2 separate regions of the Gossypium hirsutum genome follow, and region 1 is linked to region 2. A link is a contact called in public Hi-C data. All regions are on one chromosome and are shown on one strand. Each heading gives the region's core, a stretch centred on a gene start, on an enhancer-like site or on the middle of the called end of the contact. The rest is flanking DNA. Distances are from core to core; before and after follow the strand shown.

What was found. Hi-C and Micro-C count contacts between places; a contact is called where the count stands out from the background.
Region 1: a Hi-C map of hypocotyl shows a contact between it and region 2, with 4 times the contacts expected there. The contact joins the enhancer-like site here to the promoter of LOC107952055 in region 2. A contact is called at or near these places in 6 of 34 Hi-C or Micro-C datasets (callus, hypocotyl, leaf and 1 more).

What each region holds. Positions count from the first base shown.
Region 1 is chrA03:36,248,259-36,253,050 of Gossypium_hirsutum_v2.1, forward strand. It overlaps the pseudogene LOC107887043. Among protein-coding and RNA genes, the nearest start is that of LOC121226513, 23 kb to the right of the region's middle. Within about 2 kb of position 3,018, at least 5 of the 9 cell types and tissues checked have an H3K27ac peak or open chromatin away from gene starts, as enhancers often do.
Region 2 is chrA03:35,891,419-35,896,587 of Gossypium_hirsutum_v2.1, forward strand. It overlaps LOC107952055 (vacuolar-sorting receptor 1), which reads right to left and starts at 2,254. Exons shown (of 12, transcript XM_041098167.1): 1 at 1,685-2,254; 2 at 739-1,431; 3 at 143-230; 4 at 1-33. The coding sequence starts at 1,979.

The DNA of each region.
Region 1 (4,792 bases), core at 1,768-4,267, 360 kb after region 2:
TCAATCCACAAACACACATTTTGGGCATTTTACAAATTAGCCCTCATATTTTTACATTTTGACAATTTAGTCCCTATTTCACAAAATCACAAAATACACAAAATTTACTTATACCCATGTTAGGCCGAATTCTTATAGCATTCATATAAGCCCATATGTTTCATTTATTTCACATTTTAGTCCCTCAAAAACTCATTTTCACAATTTAGCCCATTTTACTCAAATTCATCAAAAATTCAAAGACAAAATAAACTAACCTAAAACATATCTTTCATTTTCCATCAACTACCTTCACAAAGCTTACAAAATCAACAATGGCATAACTCAAAATCACCATCAAAATAAGAAATTAAGACATGTGCTTGATAATATACTAAGCAACGATCACAAAAACGTAGAAATTATCAAAAACCGAACAAAAATGAACCTTTAATCAAGCTTTATCATGGTCAAACATTCAAAGCTCAAGACCCTATTATTTTCTTCTATTTTTGGCTGAACAAGGATGAATATAACACCACTTTCATGTTTTCTTTTATTAAATACTTAATTATGCAACAATTATTGTTTTGCCCATGATTAATAAACATTTAAAACATTAACATATAAGGCCATTTTAGTCCACTTTCAATATAAATGGCATATTAACAACATAAGGAACTCATAATCAATACGCCATATCAAAAAGACACTTTTAACAGATAGCAAGCCATTTTTACATTTTATACGATTAGGTCCTTTTATCAGATTAAGCACACAAATGATCAAATTTTCCTACGAAACTTTTACAGACATAAATTCATATATTATAATGAGCACCCCACCCCACCAACAACTCTCGTTTGGATGAGCCATTGAGGATGGCTTCCACCTATCTAGCAATCAAAAACCCTTCCATCAGGGTGGTAGGTTTTAAAAGCTCTAGGTATTGCCCCACATCAGCTTTCAAATTACTGATGAATATACTGATAGCGTATTGTTTAGGTAACTGCAACTAATTTAACAAACTAATGAAAGAATTATAGTATTGATTGATCGAACCTGTATGTTTAAGGGAGAGTAATTCTTTCATAGGATCCTGGAAAGTTTGATATCCAAACTTGTCCTTGGGTTTTTGCGCATATGACTCCAATTCAACATGTGGAACCCCTTTGCCTTTGAGCATAAAAATGATGTCAATCGAGAGCCCTTCCCTCTAGATACAACATGACCATCCTTACTCTAGCATTCACCAAAATCTCCTCAGCCGAAAAGTACTATTCTAGTTTTGCCTACCAACCTCTAAATTTTGTACCGTCAAAACGAGGGCAATCCAATTTAGGGGGTTTAGTATTGACCTTGACAACATCGGACTTTTGGAATGGGAACAGGGAATCCTTAAGAGGAAATCTTGGTGGAGGCCCGCTCAACACTCCTTTCCCCTTGTCAGACAGTAAAAGTTTTCCCAAATATTGCTTAAATATACCATGAAGTTGACCTTGAAGCTCAACCTTCAACTTACCCCGAAAATCCTCCTTTAGTTTTTTGAACCTATCCCTAATATGACTATCCAATTTGTCTCCAATATGACTATCCAGTTGAGAGAGTTCGGATTGAAGCTCAGTGACTTCTTACTATAGATGAGTAACCTCCTTTTGTAGACAAGTGAAAATTCCATCCCCGACCATGAGAATTGGCTTGCTCTGATACCTTTGTTAGGAGATTGTTTCCAAGAAAACCAAGAGAACAAAAAACATAAAGAAAGAGCAGAGAAAGAAAATAAAATTTTCATTTATTTACTCAATAGCAAAAAACATGCCTTCCTTCTTTCCCTTATCCGTCGATTATAACAAAAAAGAATGATTGCCACATGGAAAGAAAGCAAAGGCAATTACAACTGAAACAAAACACAGCGTAATCAAAACTATTCATTTCATTAAAATCCCTTTTCCTCAAAACACTGTGTAGAATATTAAACACAAAACACAACATAATAATATAATTTAAAAACTTATTAAAGTACCCTTAACAAATATTTTGTTTTAAAAACGTACCCTAGAACTTTCAACAATTTCGAAGGCAGAGAGGATATTTATCTGAGTTTTTACTCTATTATCAAATTATCTAACAGTTGATTTTTATCTTATTAAATTAGATGGCCATTTCAACGAAGCGGTCTAAGAAAGAGGCGGCCCAAGAAAACCGGTTAAGAGAGGTTGCATATTAAAAATTAATTATCGTTTGCAGTAATACGGTTCCCTTATTTTCTTCTACATATCTCTCTTATCTATTTTCACATACCGCTCCAACCCGATTCGGCTCCGAAATGGACTCTGAGTCTGTAAGTTCCGCGAATCCCTCACGCTTGCCTCTGAGCATTTAGAAAGAAACCTTTCGGGAAAATAACATAAGAGAGAAAAAAAAAAGAAAAAACCGAATACATCCATTTCTAGGGCTTTAATTGAATGTATTCATCTATGTATTTAAAATTTAAATATTAATTGGACGTTAGTTATTTTCTTTTTCTTTTTCTTTTTCATATCTAGTTTTGAAGAATTCGCGATTGTAAATGCTGCTTAGGGTTCTTGAAGAATTGCTGCTTTGACATATATATATTTCGATTTGGAACGGGATTTCCTGGGTTGGTTTTTTAATGTTGGAACCTTTTCTTTTTGGAGGAGGTAGCCAGATTGGGGGGGGTTGATTTTAGGGTTTTTAGCCATTGATTTGCAAAACGGGAACGATAGGTTTGGGTTAGAGGATAATGTGTATACTGTGTGTGATTCAGAAGTGGTCTCGCCGGGTTGCTACGATGCTGCCTTGGTTAGTTATACCTCTCATAGGTTTATGGGCTCTTTCTCAGCTATTGCCACCTGATTTTCGATTTGAGATCACGTCCCCAAGGCTGGCTTGCGTTTTTGTGCTTTTGGCAACTCTGTTTTGGTATGAGATTTTAATTCCCCGGCTATCTGCTTGGAGGGTTAGAAGGAATGCACGCCTTAGGGAGAGGAAGAGGTTTGAGGCTATAGAATTGCAGAAGCTTCGCAAAACTGCGACACGAAGGTGCCGGAACTGCCTGACTCCATATAGGGATCAGAAACCTGGTGGTGGTCGGTTTATGTGCTCTTATTGTGGCCATATTTCAAAGAGACCTGTTTTGGACCTGCCAGGTCCACCTGGTCTGGGTATTTCAAATTCTGGGATCATTAAGGATCTTGTTGGAAAAAGTGGTAAACTCTTGAATGGAAAAGGATGGTCGGAGAATGGGTGGATGTGTGGGCAGGATTGGTTAGAGAATGGCAACTGGGTCTCTGGGTCTGTTGGAGGGAAGCCTAGCTATTGGTGGAAGAATGGCACTGGTGACTTTGGAGGAGTTGAAGATTGTTTGGCGAAGAAATCTTATTCAGGAATTGTTATTTTTGCATGCAGACTGTTAACGTCCTTCTTGAGCATTAGGTGGCTTTTGAGAAGGATTTTTGGGGTTAGTTCATCGAATTATGATGCTTCATCTGATGCAGACCACAGGGGCATGTTGACTAAGAGGGGTGAGAGTGGGACAAGCTTTCATGAGAGCAGAGGAGAAAAAGCACGCAGAAAAGCTGAAGAAAAGAGACAAGCTAGGTTAGAAAAAGAGCTTTTGGAGCAAGAAGAGAGAAAGCAAAGAGAGGAGGTTGCAAGATTGGTGGAAGAAAGGAGGAGACTGAGGGATGAAAAACTGGAGGCTGAAAGAGATCGCAGCAAATTATCACCATCTGCAAAGGAGAAAGAGATAAAAAGGGAAGCTGAAAATAAGTCTAAAGAGAGAAATAAAGAGAAAGATAAAGCATTTAGTAAGAGCCACACTGATGCAGAAGAGCTTGAAAAGAGAGCTGTTAAGGAAACTGAACTGAAGCATGACTTTGATAAGAAGTGTGAGATTGATTTCTGGGAACATCTGAGGTCTGGGTCTGATAATCTCAAGGGCAATGCTCTAGAAACAGGACATGTAATTAAAAGTACTCCTGCAATTAATTTTAGCCGGGGAAATGGTGGAACTAGATACCTTGACCGTATGAGGGGTACATTTTTGTCATCCTCTAAAGCTTTTACAGGAAGTAGTTTCTTTGGAAAGAATACTAATATTCCTGCTATTGCAAAAGAAAAAAAAACTAATAATCCTGTAGACCATGCCCATACTTCAGCCGATAGGAGGGATTTCTGTCCATCTGAACGAGTAGCTGGGAAGTTGAGTATGGATGGAGATGATAAGAATGCTAAAAACAACCACTCTGTAAGTTATTTGGCCCTGTTATTTGAGTTCATTATTTAGTAAATTAGTTCAATTCTTACCTTTCTGTGTATGATAATGAAAATACGGGCAATTTATTTTGAAATGATCCCAAATGCAAAGTAGAGTACTACTATGGCTGTATTAAGAGCAACCATCAGCCAGCTGATTCCAGTGGTAAATGAAATTTTCAAGCTTTCCTTGTTAGTAATATAATTGTATTATGTTATGTGCCTTGGCGTAGGATCTAGTCACAGGTCTAGACGAGAAAGAATTCTTGCTTCGACCTATGGTTACTCAAAAGGCAGATTCGTCCTTGACTGAACCCTCTTCCCAGACTAACTTTTGTGATAAAAATAAACTGCTTACTTTATTTCATGTTGTCAGCCTTTTTATAGGCTGTTAATTACAAAGGGAAAGTCCTAATATAATTCCTAATTTAAAGTTTATAAGGAAATAAAAAACCTAATATAATAAGTAAAACTAAAACTCTAAAGAAATTAAATAAATGTAAAACTCTAATTCCTGTTCCTTCTCTGATATTGT
Region 2 (5,169 bases), core at 1,004-3,503:
ATAGTTACATCTCCACGAGAGCCCTTGCCAATCCGAAACCAGAATTACAGCATAAAATGAAAACCTCAATGATAAAATATGACAAAGAGAGGCCCTGAATTTTTTTTCTAACTTTTTTATAAAAGTTTAGAATAGCTTAACCTGTGCATCTTGTTCAGCTTTAAGAACTGGGTTCTCCTCATCAGCCTCAGTGTCCCCAATGCATTTGTCTATTTTAGTGAGATCAACACCTATAAAGCCGAGAATAGAGGACAAATATACTAAGCATAAGTACATTGGCGATATATAAAGATATAACCTTGCTTTATCCATGCTTGACAGATTACTAAATAATCAACACTTCCAGCAGCAAATATCAGTGTTCTGGCTTTCCTAGATCCCAATAAAATCACAAATTATACAATATATGTAATAAATAAACATAAGGTAGATGCAAATGTAAATGCATATAAATTCAGTAGTGTTAAAGCAATGACCTAATTTCATTAACTTTGGCATACTAGATAAAAAGATGAGTAAAAAGGAAACATTTTATTATGTACATGCTATGAGACAGGAAGAAGAAATTACTTGTTTATCTGAAACAAAAGGAAACCATTTCAGTATTCTTATGCTCTATAAAATCAATCAAAACATAACACTAGCACCTTGTTAACACATTAAAGAAGCATCAATATTGTGTAGCCCATTCTTTGAATCATAGAAAATAAAAAAACATTGTGTAAAGCATTAACCTACCAAGAGACTGGATAACTTTATCTGCACAGTCTTTGGTATACTTCTTCTCTTTCATTGGGCAGCGGAGAGCAAAGTCCGTCACATAATCCCACCAAAGCCATGGCTTTCTACTTTCATTAGCAACTTTTAAAAAGCAAGCTTGGCGAAGATTTTGAAGCACGACATCTTTACCATCATATCCTTTACAGAAGTCTTGCTCAGGATCTGGGGCACAGTACCTCCCATGATTGATGCACTGTGACTTGCACTGTTTGCTGAGAAGAAAAGCTTCAGGGCAATACCAAGTTATATAGTGTGGGATGAACTGTGTGTACCCTTTCTGCTCGAGTACTTGAGCAGCTCCTTTGAAGTTCTTGACAAATTCCATCTGGCTGTCACACTTTGGTCCACACTCATCATTGCTATTTGTCCAAAACTCATACTCAACTCGCTCGTCAGGATGCGGAAGAGATTCGGTCCAGTCCAGACTGATTTTAACCATTTCCCCAAAGGTTATGCCGTTCTTCAAACTGTCTCCCAGAGATTTGCTAATGAGGGCAGATGGAATGGTGATGTTCTGCAGGTACTCAGCACTAGCATTCTTTTCTTCAGGGGTATCCATGGTAATCAAGGACTCATCCTGGTTGTCAGCAACAAGAATTGCAGCAGCTCCAGCTTTCTGAGCATTCCATGCCTTCAAGGTGAAGAAACAATCTGGCAGAAGAGAAAAAGCTAATTGAGAAGACAAAAACCGAAACCAAGGGAAAATAAGGCCAACAAGTTTAAATCAATACAGTAGGCAATTCTAAATATAACAAGTGCCAACTATCAACTACTAACATATTTAAGTATGCAAAACTCAGATTATCACGTGTCACATTTACAAAGATAGAACGTAATGATAACCCATCATAATTTCCAAAATTGGATCATCAATGATAAAATTTACAAGGAAAAACTGGCAGACCTCCACGATTAACAAGGAGAAAAGTAGGGAGTCCATCAGGCTTTGATTTGAAGGAGATGTCAAACTCATCAAAGATCTTGCATGCCCCTTGGTTTGCCTTAGGATAAACAACCGTACCAACCAAGGTTCCACCATATTGAGGGACCCCAAAATTCCCAATCGCGCATTCGTAAACTCCTTTGATTGACCCAGGTGATGTCACTTTCAAGCTGTTCTCCTCCACTACGAACCTCCCCAAACAATTCCCCAATAACATAATCCATACGCAGATTAAAACCCCAAACTTTTCTCTCATCTTTTCTCCACGCAAAAATAAGAAACTTTTGTGATAGTAACCCAAGATGAAGAACCTTTGAATCTATTACTTAGCATAAAAGTTACCCTTTTTTTAGGTGAATTTTTCTTTTCTATTTCTCCTTTTGCATTTGTATACCAAACAAAAATACAAAACAAAGAGTCCGTAAGAACAAGTTTGTAAGATTTATCGAAGTTTAGAATCTGATGCGATAAATCCAAGGTTTGAGAAATAGATTGGGCTTTTGGCTATATTATATCAATTTATCTTAGTTTACCAACATAAATAATTTACGATTTGAATTGCGTGATGATCTGATAAAAATAAAAAAGATTTGAATATTTGATGAAGGGCTTGGATTTTTAAGATGAGCCTAATAATAGATCTTATTTACTTATTTTTACACTATTCATTCCTTTCTTGAAATTTGAAAATTGGCTTACTCCAGGGCTAAACTGATAGATTTCATCTATCCCCACCCCACCCAATAAACAATTATCAAGGTTTTCTTTAACCATCATTTTGTTCAATAAGAATATGACTAGTCACTGTGGATTTCCTCCATTTTAATAAACCAAAATCTTTAACTGCAAAATAGAATATAATTCATAAATATGTTTTTGCACGTGTGTTGCCTTCTATTTTCCTCCTTAAATTGCTTCATTTTGTAAATCCCGCTGACTGAGATGAGTTTCGCTCGATAGGGATGCAAGCCCACATAAATTCAATTAAATTCTTTCATAAAAATTGTATATTTAATTATATATTTTAAATTTATATTTAATTTAGTTATATATTTGATGTGAACTCAATTACGAATTAATTCAGGATTTATATACCCGATTGTCTACATAAGTATTTGCACTAAATTTGAATGAAATTGAAAGAAAAAGTAAAGTAATGATAATTTTTTATGTAACTCTCAAATATAAATGAACCAGAAATGAACCAATAATATATATCAATACGACCCGAATTTTATAAAATTGTTTAAAATCGAAAAGTTTAGGAATGGATGGAACCTTAACCCCCTATCTACATTGAGATAAGAACCAAAGGTATAAGGATAATCGCTATATTTTGGGATGGTTAACAAAGTGATAAGATCGGTTTGAAAGCGCCACAAGAATGAGTTCTTGATAAGTTCAAAAAATTCTTAAAGAACAAAGAGATTAACTCAAATATGTTTATATAATACAAAGTCTTGACCTACAACAATGACTTAAACAAAATATATTGGACACTTAGTAGATGAATGGCCATGTTCAGCCATAAATGAAGTACATGAACAATTAAAATGGATTAATATATTTTCTTCAACAACCAATATTAGCTTCATAAATTCGTCCATGCGTGCTTAAGGATTAAATAAGCTCAAATAGTCACAATCAGCCATTATGATGGACAGTGACCTTTAATAGAGCATGAAAATGTCCAATAGTCACCTTCTAGAAGGTTTCTCCATGGCTTCATTCAATTCCCATCTTAAATAGTGCAATAAATCACTTTGTGTTGACCCAAAGGTCACTTTCAATGCCCATACGATCAACCATTTAAGTGTGAACAAAATGGATGCTTTTGTAAATCCGAACAACCCCATAGCAAAAATATGCAGCTCCTCTAAAATTTAATTAATCCAGCCATTAGTCTTCTACTGGGACATATTAAACAAACATTAGACACTCTAAATGCAATAATAAAGCTATAATAAACTTGGAAAGAATTTAACACACTTTAAGACATATTAAACATGCTTAAGACACATTTAAAAGGTGTAATAACAAAGACACAATTTAAACACTCATTAAACATGTAATAATGAAGACATATTAAAAACGTTGTAATAATAAAACATAAATAAATAAAAAGCTATAGAAATAAATAAATTATTTAAGATGTCCAGATTTGGGCCTTAAGAGTTATAGGCTTCTTAGGTTTAATCACTTTTTAAAACTCAATTGGCGGCTTCGGTTCGAGCCCAATTAAGGGACCCAAGATCACATCACTCCCTTCCTCTTCAAAGCAATTTGTCCTCAAATCGATACCTATATCATAAGGGAACGAGTGATCAAAGTTCAAGTGCTCAAAATAATTATCAAATGTATTTTCAGAAACCAAAGCTTTTTTTTCGAAGTTTGGAAGCTCAAAGTCTTTCAAAGTTATACAAGCAGCTCGGTCCAATTCAAAGTTGATAATAGATAGCGGCTTAGTTTCCCTCAAGGCCCAATTACGAGATCCAAATCTTTCTTCCTTGAGTTAAACAACTTGAATTCGATCCGCTTCCGCCTTCAATCCCTATCATTTGGTATCAGAGTCAGCCATTTTATTTGTGATAAAAGTCAAAATACAAACGGCCCAATGGTGAGTGAACCCTCTAATTAATACGGCCCAGGCCGCATCATGTTTCGATACAACTCGATGACATCGGGATTAGCCCAAACACGAGGGGCCCAAGTGCAAAATGAAGCTTAATTTCAGCTCAACGAGCTCAATCTTAGTTTTCCCCAGCTTATCTAGCTCGCTCCTAGCTCATTGTGTAACACCCCTAACCCGTATCCGTCGCCGGACTGGGGTTACGAGGCATTACCAGAAAAGATAAAACTCTCACACATTCACATAGTCTATCAAACCATATTCAAAAATATACCTTTGTAACTTCAGTTTATCAAATCTTGAATCATTAATACACAAAGCACAAAACAATTTATTAGATTCACATATAACCATTTGGTTATCTTATAGCAAGAACTCTTTTTCATATAGTCAATTTCCAATGTAATAACCGAAAGATAAAACATGCTAAATACAAATGCTTTATTCAATGTCTACTTTCAGTTTACCTATTAGTTTACATGCATGAAACATTTCATATAACCAAACCAATAAGTTACTCACAAAACCAATTACACATGATCATATCATTTCGACCAAACCGAACATATATGCATCGTATAAAATTGGTATTACCTTTTTGTTTTACCAATACAAAATTTACTATTCATTTGGTCATTTATTTTAATGCATTACCGAATATAAACATACCTAATAATCATGCTATGTTCAAAGTTACATTTTCTTCATTTTACCCTATCATTCAATATGTGTATAACCTTCTATAGAAATGAATTAATATACATATATACCAACCATAATTTACACATCAAATCAAATACATTACAAATATATCTTA